2 separate regions of the Xenopus laevis genome follow, and region 1 is linked to region 2. The links are chromatin contacts, called in public Hi-C maps. All regions are on one chromosome and are shown on one strand. The core of a region is the stretch at or near the end of the contact, and the rest is flanking DNA. Distances in the headings are between cores, read along the strand shown. Region 1 holds the start of LOC121393932 (IgGFc-binding protein-like). Region 2 overlaps mb21d2.L (protein MB21D2).

Region 1 (4,609 bases), core at 156-2,655, 110 kb before region 2:
GTTCTGGACCTGCCAGCTGTTGCCATAGCTTTCAGAATTTGGCTCCTTAATACCATTAGGATTAAGAGTGTCATCTGATCTCTCTCCATTGAAATTTGAACAGATACCGCACACTTTGTCTTGATATGCTTTAGAAAGAGTAACTTCAACCCTGTGATCTCCATCATACTTCACCATCAGGCCAAAGTCTGTTATGACAGCAACATACTGGCCACTAAATCCAACTGATATACCAGGAGACAAGTTCAGTGGGAGCAGTTTTTCCTCTCCATTCAACTGAGAACAAAAGTAAATAAAATATTCAGCAATAAACTGTGAAAAACATTAATTATATTAAATACTACTCTCTAAGACAATGCTCTGCTTTCCCAATGCTTAATATTGTGTCAAGACCACAAAAAATAAAATATACAAAGCAACTGAGCTAATAACATCTGCTCCAAAGCATTGTGGGTTATCTAGAGGGGAGTTACAAGAATGATGAGAGGACTGGTTTCAATAATATTTGGAGCTTTTACACCACTGCTATTTTCCAAGGACCAAGAAGTTTTCTCTGCTGTTAGTTTTTAATAAATAATTTGATAAATGGCAGAATAGAACATTTATTGCTAAATATTTTTCCATTGAATAATTTGTAGACCTACAGTATATAACTTTAAAACCCAGTAGTATAAAGCAATACAACACCCCTATCACCCTTTGTCACCCCTATAAATTCTCATGATCCCATGGATCATAGTGGTATTCTGCTATGCAATGCAGGTACTTGATATTGTTCAGGGAAGTGAGACAGTATTAAATGACATTGATCATTATGGCAATAGTGTAACTAGCTGGTTCAGAATTAATCAGTTCACGTTTAATCCATAGTATTGTGCCGAAATAGGAATAGATCTCATCTTTCTATTTCAAAAAAGAGGCATACATTAACTACTGCCTAATTTGTAATCCTGACTGGATTGTTTCTGCATTACTGTTTTTACTCCTGTAGTTGTTTCACTTACCTTTACAACCTTTTTCTTTTCTAGAGTAATAATGTAGCCATGAACATCCACCATGACTTGGCTGACATAGGAAACTTGAGTGTTTCCCCCTCTGTACTCATGTGCAACTTCAACATTGAAATCTGTCAAACTGCTGTTGACTTCACAGAGCTTGGTGAGTGTGTAAGTGCAGTTCCCCATAAAAGTATGAGGATAGCCATCAAATGTAACAAAATGGGGATCTCCGTAGCCGATGCAAGTCCCTGTATAGAGAGTAATGGATTGGGATATCTTAGATAACTGTAAAACTGATTTAATCTCCAATTTCAGTTGTGAAACATACAATCCACATACAACATACCTGGTGGCTCTACAGGCGGGGTGGTGGAGTCTGGCACTGAAACGACAAAATATGGTGTCATATATAGAAATATGATTCAAGGAATTAAATAAGGATATATTTATCAAATGGTATTGACTTGCATGCCTTTAGCGTTTTCCCTATTAGTTCTAAGGTTTCACTATTGCATTAGCAGTTCAGCCATAGTTCAAAAATGATCTAGGGCATCAAGTAAATGTTTACTCCAATACTTGCTCTAATGAACCTTTAAGATGATCTTCCAAATTAAATAATTATTTACTCCAAATTTTACTCTCATTGCCATTCAGACTGCCTCCCCAATGACATGGCATGGAGCCCTTCAGCTTGGGAACAACTGCATTAGACCAAGGATGTCAGTGGCTGTTGCAAGCAGCAATTCAGTTACAGCAACAACTCTTTAAAGGAGTTATATCACCCCTTAAATGAAATACTTCTCAACAATTGAAAAGCAGCATTTGGGGAAATTTAGACCATGCCCTAATCTACACAATCCCCAACATGGCTCCCTTCACATAAACCACTTTGGAACTGTCCTCTCTAAATCAGGACCATTTGGACGTATGATTATATGTGCTCTAGATATCTATTTGCTGATCTAAATGGGGAGATGCTTTATTGAGAAGTGATTCAATTTCAAACCTCAGTGTCTTATTGTTTGGATGGCCCTCTGGGGAAAACTGCCTGGTTTATCAATCTCAATGATAATTTGTTTTTTAAAGATGTCTATGCATTTAGTGTGTTTTTCAACTGTCTATTGACCACAGATATTTCCCCCAAATGCTATATTCCTGGTGTGTAACACCGATAACTTATAAAATACCCCCTGTAGAATAATGACCACTTCCTACTTCCACTTCCTACTAATAAAACCACTGTGGACCCCAAGAAAAAATATTAATGGAAGCAAATTTCTTATTTATCATATTGTACCTCAGAAAATTTAATCCAGAGCAAGAGCTGGGCAGAGATGAAAAACTATAATTTTACCCCCAAGTATATGAGTACTTACCACAAGGTCCATTTTTCACACCAATATTGTCTATAGCTGTATCACCATATTCTGTTAGCCCCCGAACAGCTACAAATAGGACCTAATAATAAATAAAAGGGAAGATGTATTAATATTGCAGGTAAAGAGATGGAATGATAATGATCTTTCTGCTATAACACTTGTTTATGAATGAAAGTGAAATTAGCAAAGCACAAAAACAGATGCAAATCACCAGATATGCCAAAATTCTGGGTGCAGTGACTTACGAACAATTCATTGTGCAAATTGCATCTTTTCTGGCATGCTGATGCACATCAATAACAGCATTAGTGTGTGATTTATTAGATTCTTTAAATGCTTTATTCTGATTGTATTCCTTTTTCTATTTCTCTTTTGCATTTCATTTGATTTTTTTAAATGGTAAAAAGCATGGTATTTTTGCACATTTGGTTATAGTTTGCATGCAAGCTTTATTTAATGATCACTAGATGGCAGTATAGGTTAACTCTGATCACAAATCGAATCCCATTGGTACCATAGGGAATGAGGTAAAACGGTCATACTGTAATTAAGAGCATTATTATAATTAAAGAATTGGTAGCTCTAATGCACAATATTTCAAATAACGTTTTCTTATATAAAATTAGATACTTTGAACAGAATATTTTCATATAGTTTGACATTTCATATCAATGCCACCCTAAGACTACTGTTATATTCCTTCTTGTAACCTTCAAACATGTTCATTCAGTTGTTACAAGATTTATAAAAAGTTATTAAGGCTTATGCCAACATGCCATTGGTACTGAATTAAGAAAAAGCAAACCACAAAAGAAAATAAATAGTAGAGTTGAAAGAGAAGATGGCAGATAAAAAAACAGAAGAAAATATGGAAATATTGTAAAGCATTAACAAGAAGAGTGCAAAAGTGCAAAGATTGTTTAAGAGAATGGAACTAGGAAGATGAAAACTAGAGGGATAAATTATATGAAAATAAATGGGGGATGAGAAGTAGAAGACAGGACACAAGCTAATAGCAATGGAAGTAGGGACAAAGGAAAGTAGGCAATGGATAATTAAAGGGCAGAAAGAAAAAGAGAAGGTATAAACTGTGTAGAATAAGAAAAAAAACAAAACCCCATATATTCCATCAGCAATTGCGTCACGGCTCTATAATAATCAGGTTCAAAGAAATTAGATTGCTGATAGGTATTGCTCAAAGCAACTTATCTCAAAGGTTTTACGCAACATGATACCATATGCAAGAAATACTTTACAGAGCATTACTCATTTATAAACTTTGTACATATTTTATCTGCTGTTCTTTTCTACAGGCATTCCTTTGCCCCTTTCCCTTCTGTTTATCACATCATAAATCTTCAGACTTTGCACTTACATTTAATAAAATAAGACATATAATATTCTTACCTGAATAGACGTTTGTTGCTTTGGTTGGTAAGTGAAATAGCCATATAACCAGTAAGAACTCTGGGCCCCAGTTTGTTTCCAATAGACTGTTTGACCTTTTTCATCAAGGATTAGGACTCTGAGTTCATTCTGTGTTTCAGAACCTGACATGTGGTACCAGAATTCTACACATACATCATTGCTAATGTCAAGTTTTGGGCTATCAAGTCTGACTGCGTCATTAGGGATAAAGTTGGTGGCTTCTTGGTAGAGATAATAGCCATCTGTAGGGAAAAGCAGACAACAATATAAACTTACCGTAGGACCACTACAACCAATTGAATCAGTTAAATGTTGCGGACCTCAATCTACCAGTGTGTAGGTCCAACCTGACATAGCAGACATAATGTAAACCATTGTTTACATCGTTTGCTTGTATTTCATGAAACCCGTTACATTCTGTAAAAAAAACCACCATAGAACTGGTGAATAAGAACAAAAATAAATGCATGATTCCTACTTCCATCTGGGTAATCTCCATCAGGACCAGTGGTATGACTTGGTGTGGAAGATTTTGCCCTTATCCAGTCTCCATGGTCTTGGCCTTCACAATGCTGTTTCCAGTCACATAGTGGCCTTGTGTTGTCATTAAAATCACAATATGTGATATAGCCTGGAAAAGAAACATGCGAAGTGAGTGAAAAATAGCCATTGCTTTATTTTGGATATCATTTTTATGTTCAAATATTAAGGGAGCAGATAAGAAGTAGCCCTAACACAGTAAATCTACCAATAAGGAACAAGGAATGTGATGTATCTTCTTTTCGGCTACCTTAAAATAAGACA
Region 2 (4,563 bases), core at 470-2,969:
CTTAAATCCGTTCTTAAATACCTTGTCAGCCCAAAGCCAGTGTGGATTACTGACGGATCTTATCATTTATGCCCTAGACTCTGATACACGTTTTACCATTTCCTTGTATAAGTAACATAAAGGGTTAGTTCACCTAAAAGTTCAAACTTTTGTAACCTGTGCCTTTTCTCCTTTTTTCAGCAGTTTGAATGACTGCCCCCATGGCTACAAAGCATCTTATTTATATAAACTATACTAGTCAGGGGCGTAACTATAGAGGAAGCAGACCCTGCGCCTGCAGGGGGGCCCAGGAGGTATAGGGGCCCCACGAGGCCCTAATTCATAATACAGTTTCAATAAATATTGGTAAAACAAGTCAACTGCTAAAAATTTTGGGAGCCTGAAAAATAATTTGCTGTGGGGCCCAGTAATATCTAGTTACGCCACTGATACTAGTGTTTCTGAAGCAAACACATAGCTTTTACCAGTGTATGCTAATAGTATACTATATAGTGAATAAAGTACCCCCTCTTGTAAAATATAAGGACATTATAAGTTACCGAGGAGTTTCATGACCATATAAAAACACAAGGCCGAAGGCCGAGTGTTTTTATACAGGTCATGGAACTCCGAGGTAACTTCTAATATCCTCATATTTTGCAACTGGGTTTACTTTATTAATTATAATACACAAGTTTCAGTGAGTCATGTGACAGACATGTTTCGAGCACCAAGGCTCGCACTTGATAAAGAGCCCTGGTGCTCGAAACATATCGTGTTAAATAAAGGCACTTTTGCAGCAGAACTTCTGCACTGTTTTGTATCGACACTTACATTTTGGAACCACGATTGATGGCTTTGGAAGGAGTCGGAGTCTGACTCAACTCCACAGCTCTGAGGATGACAGCCGCTCACAAACACAGACATCTGTATATCTTAGGGTTTTCACCTCCTCTGGTCTTCGACTGAGCACAGTGGTAGCCAAAACACTTGTGTGTCATTTGTCCTACTGTAGATCATGGTCTGTATAATTTCTGGAAAGTATGACGCATTTATTTAATGTATCTGATTTTTAAAGTTATTAGGAGTCAGTCGGTAGATTTGGTGTCTTTAACTCCAGACACCAAAAATTGCTCCCGACTCCACAACTCTGACACTCATGCTGCTGGTTTACCTTGCTTTAGTCTGGAGCTAGCTACCCGAGGGGCTAGCTGGGGGAGGGCAGTGGAATTTTGCCCCACAAAGGCTCACAGGGATTGGCCATGAATGCTATTGACCTGTCTGTAGGAAAGTCAATAGGAGAGGTTGCACTTTAAAAAACTTTCACTATGTGTCTCTATTTACTGGTCTCTAGTTTTCTATAGTTTTGGCTCAAGTTTTACATTATATTGCTGGCTGTCTCCTGCAATTCCTCAATACACTTCCCATACATAGCTGCAAGCCACTCTCTAGCACGGCACAGTAGCAGGTTCATAGGCACTCAGACCTGCCATGGTTTCACCAATAATTCCAAGTAAGCATCACATTCCAGATTTTTTTTAAATGTACATAACATAAAGTAAAACCTGTGTATTTAATGAAGGCTGGAACAGTATTCCAAATGGGCTCAACTCACAGCCGTTTTATGGGAGAATAATCCCTGCTTTCATTCCTTTGCTTGAAATCCTATCAGAGCATCCTCTCCTAATTGTTGCATGGAATGCCCTGCAAATGCTGGAACCATCCTCGGAGCTGCTCTCTAATAAATCACTGTTGCCTTCATATGCTAATGATGGGGTTTCCTTTGTACAGGACCCTGTGGTGTCTTGCTGGGGAAAAAAAGCAGGGGAGCGACAACCAAGCGATCTTTGTTTATATCAGTTTGTGTGACTTTAAGTGTGGAAAAAAATCAATTTACTTAAAAAATAATTGCAGTCTCCTGAAAAAGCATGATTATTGGCAATGGTAAATCACTGTCCTTACGCTTACACAAGACTGTTGCCTTGAAGAAATGTTGTTTTCAGCTGCCCAATTATATCCCTTGTTAATACCAAGCCTCCGCAATTCCCAGCTGATTAATCCTTTCATTACTGCTGACGGGCAGGATCCATGTTTGTGCTGGAATGAGAGGGCAGCAAAAGGGTTAAGAAACAAGGCACATGATTTGGGAATCATTTACTTGTGCTTAAATGATGGTCTTTCATGGGGACTATTGCATTCTATTACATTTCTAGACATCTCTATTTTAGACATATTGTAGTTGGTCTTTATGCAGATATTGTACATTATTCCCTGTATCATAATCTCATTTAACAGTATGTACAGGTATGGGATCCGTTATCTGGAAACCCATTATCCAGAAAGCTCCAAATCATAGAAATGCCATCTCCCATAGACTCCATTTTATCCAAATCCAGATTTTTAAAAAGGATTTCCTTATTCTCTGTAATAATAAGGCTATGGGCACACAGGCTGTTGTCAGCGGCTGATCAGCAGCTGTTGTGCATAATTCTGCTAGCTGAGAGAAGCAGATCTGCTTAGTGACCCTGCTCCATTGATTTGAATCTGATCAGCCTGTGTGCGGTCACACACAGGCTGAGATCAGCCCAATTAGGCAGGCTGAAAACAGCTGCTGACAACAGCCTGTGTGTCCATAGCCTAAAGGTGGCCATAGACGTAGAGATCCACTCATTTGGCAATGTCGCGAAACGAGTGGATCTCTGCCCGATATGCCCACATTGAAGTGGGTGATATCGGCTGATCGGGCAGGAGAACAGGCGATCGCAGAGATGCAGCCGCAATCCGACGGGATTTTTTAACCCGCCTGATCGAGATCTGGCCGACTTTCGGACAGATATTGATCAGGAAAGCCCGCCAGATGGCCCCACACATGAACCAATAAGCTGCCGACTCGGTCTGTCGGTAGCTTTTATCAGCCCGTGTATGGGGGCCTTAAGGGTAGAACTCCACAGACAATTTCGGCGTGATCCGACACGCTGCACAAAAACGCAGGCGTCAAGTCTAATGCGACTGAAATAAGGTAAGAGATGGAAATGTCGCAGCATCGGCATCCGGCAGACGTGTCGCGTTAGACGAACGCTGCAACACCATCCAAGATAGCTATTGCTTACCTTATTTTTGCGCAGCGTGTCGAATAGCGATGAAATCGCCTGTGGAGTTCTACCCTTAAACAGTACTGTGCACTTGATCCAAACTAAGATATAATTCATCTTTATTGCAAGCAAAAGCAGCGTATTGGGTTTATTTAAGGTTTACATGATTTGCTAGTAAGGTATGAAGATCCAAATTATGGAAAGATCCGTTATCCAGAATGCTCGGGACCTGGTCTTTTATGGATAACAGGTGTATTGGCAAAATGTTGCTAGGACTACATTAATAATGTGTGTTGTATAAACAGTGTCTTGTGCAAACATGGCTACATTGTGCAAAACATTGGCTAGATGACTGGCTCATTGTCTGACAGCATACACCATGATAAAGATAGAAGCTGATAGAGAAAGGTGTGTGGCAAAGTTGTGAAATGTGTTGCTCTAGATATTGTTACACTATAACTTTCCCTATCCTATAGCATTTATAGTCTGGTCATGCTTGCCACTAAATAAAAACTCACTATTTGAAATGTACACTGTAGGTAAGAAATGTAAAGATACCATTACATGACTTTTGATGTGTTGTAAAAATAATGCTGCACTGAGTCTTGCAGTTGACTGATTCTAAATATTAAGCATAGGCGCCTTCTAGTGTCACTTTTCTGAAATTGCACTTTACAGAAATCTGCTGTTACAGGGGTTAGTGAATGGGCAGTGCCTTCCTCACACGTTAACTAGTTACAGAATGCTGATGGTCAGTAACACTTTTAGGGGGTTATTTACCAAACTCTGGTCAGGCTTTTTGGGTCAAAACGCTATTATATATATATATATATATATAAATAAAATAGTTTTTTGTTTTTTTTTTGAAAACTTCAATTTTACGAGATTTATTAAAAACTGATGCAGCAAAAAGCCCGAAATTTGAAAATTCACCATCTCAGACCTGATGAGGTTGTGTATAAGTTAATGGCAATGGCCCTATCCTATTTTGAAGTTTCTGTGGTCTACGCTGGAATAAGCTCTTTTGTCTTTTAAATAGTGTGTTTTATGGATGGTCTTATTAGCCTATTATTAAGTGCACAGAAGGGACACAAAATGCATCAGGCTTTTTGGCAACATAATAAATGTAATATTTTTTGTTAATAAAACTTTAAGTGGCATTTTTCGGCTTTTCAGCAAAAACCTGAAAAAATTGAGTGATTCGTGGAAACCCCCCAAAAATTTGCATGATTCAGGTTTTCTCTTGATTTTATCAAGCTTTTACCCGAACTGATGAAATCAAGCTTTTTTTTTTTTTAATAATAAATAAGTTAAAATCGGGTATGGGAGTTTGGTCGTGGTTTTTTTATTTTAAAAATTAAATAAATTCCAGATTTTAGTAAATAACCATCTTAGTGTTAGACTGATCATTTGAATGGCTGCATGTCATTCATATGAAGGATATATCCACTAAGTGTTATAGCATAAAGGACACACAACCCTGTAGATCAAA

Evidence for each region. Hi-C and Micro-C count contacts between places; a contact is called where the count stands out from the background.
Region 1: a Hi-C map of the XTC cell line shows a contact between it and region 2, with 5 times the contacts expected there. The contact joins the promoter of LOC121393932 here to the enhancer-like site in region 2. A contact is called at or near these places in 2 of 4 Hi-C or Micro-C datasets (the XL177 cell line and the XTC cell line).

Annotation. Positions count from the first base shown.
Region 1 is chr5L:112,222,581-112,227,189 of Xenopus_laevis_v10.1, reverse strand. It overlaps LOC121393932 (IgGFc-binding protein-like), which reads right to left and starts at 1,405. Exons shown (of 12, transcript XM_041563784.1): 1 at 1,345-1,405; 2 at 1,005-1,246; 3 at 1-276. The coding sequence starts at 1,405. LOC121393931 (zonadhesin-like) reads right to left here. Exons shown (of 4, transcript XM_041563783.1): 2 at 4,284-4,436; 3 at 3,785-4,047; 4 at 2,258-2,456. The coding sequence ends at 2,349.
Region 2 is chr5L:112,108,822-112,113,384 of Xenopus_laevis_v10.1, reverse strand. The region is part of intron 1 of mb21d2.L (protein MB21D2); the gene reads left to right. Among protein-coding and RNA genes, the nearest start is that of fgf12.L, 31 kb to the right of the region's middle. Within about 2 kb of position 1,719, at least 1 of the 7 cell types and tissues checked has an H3K27ac peak or open chromatin away from gene starts, as enhancers often do.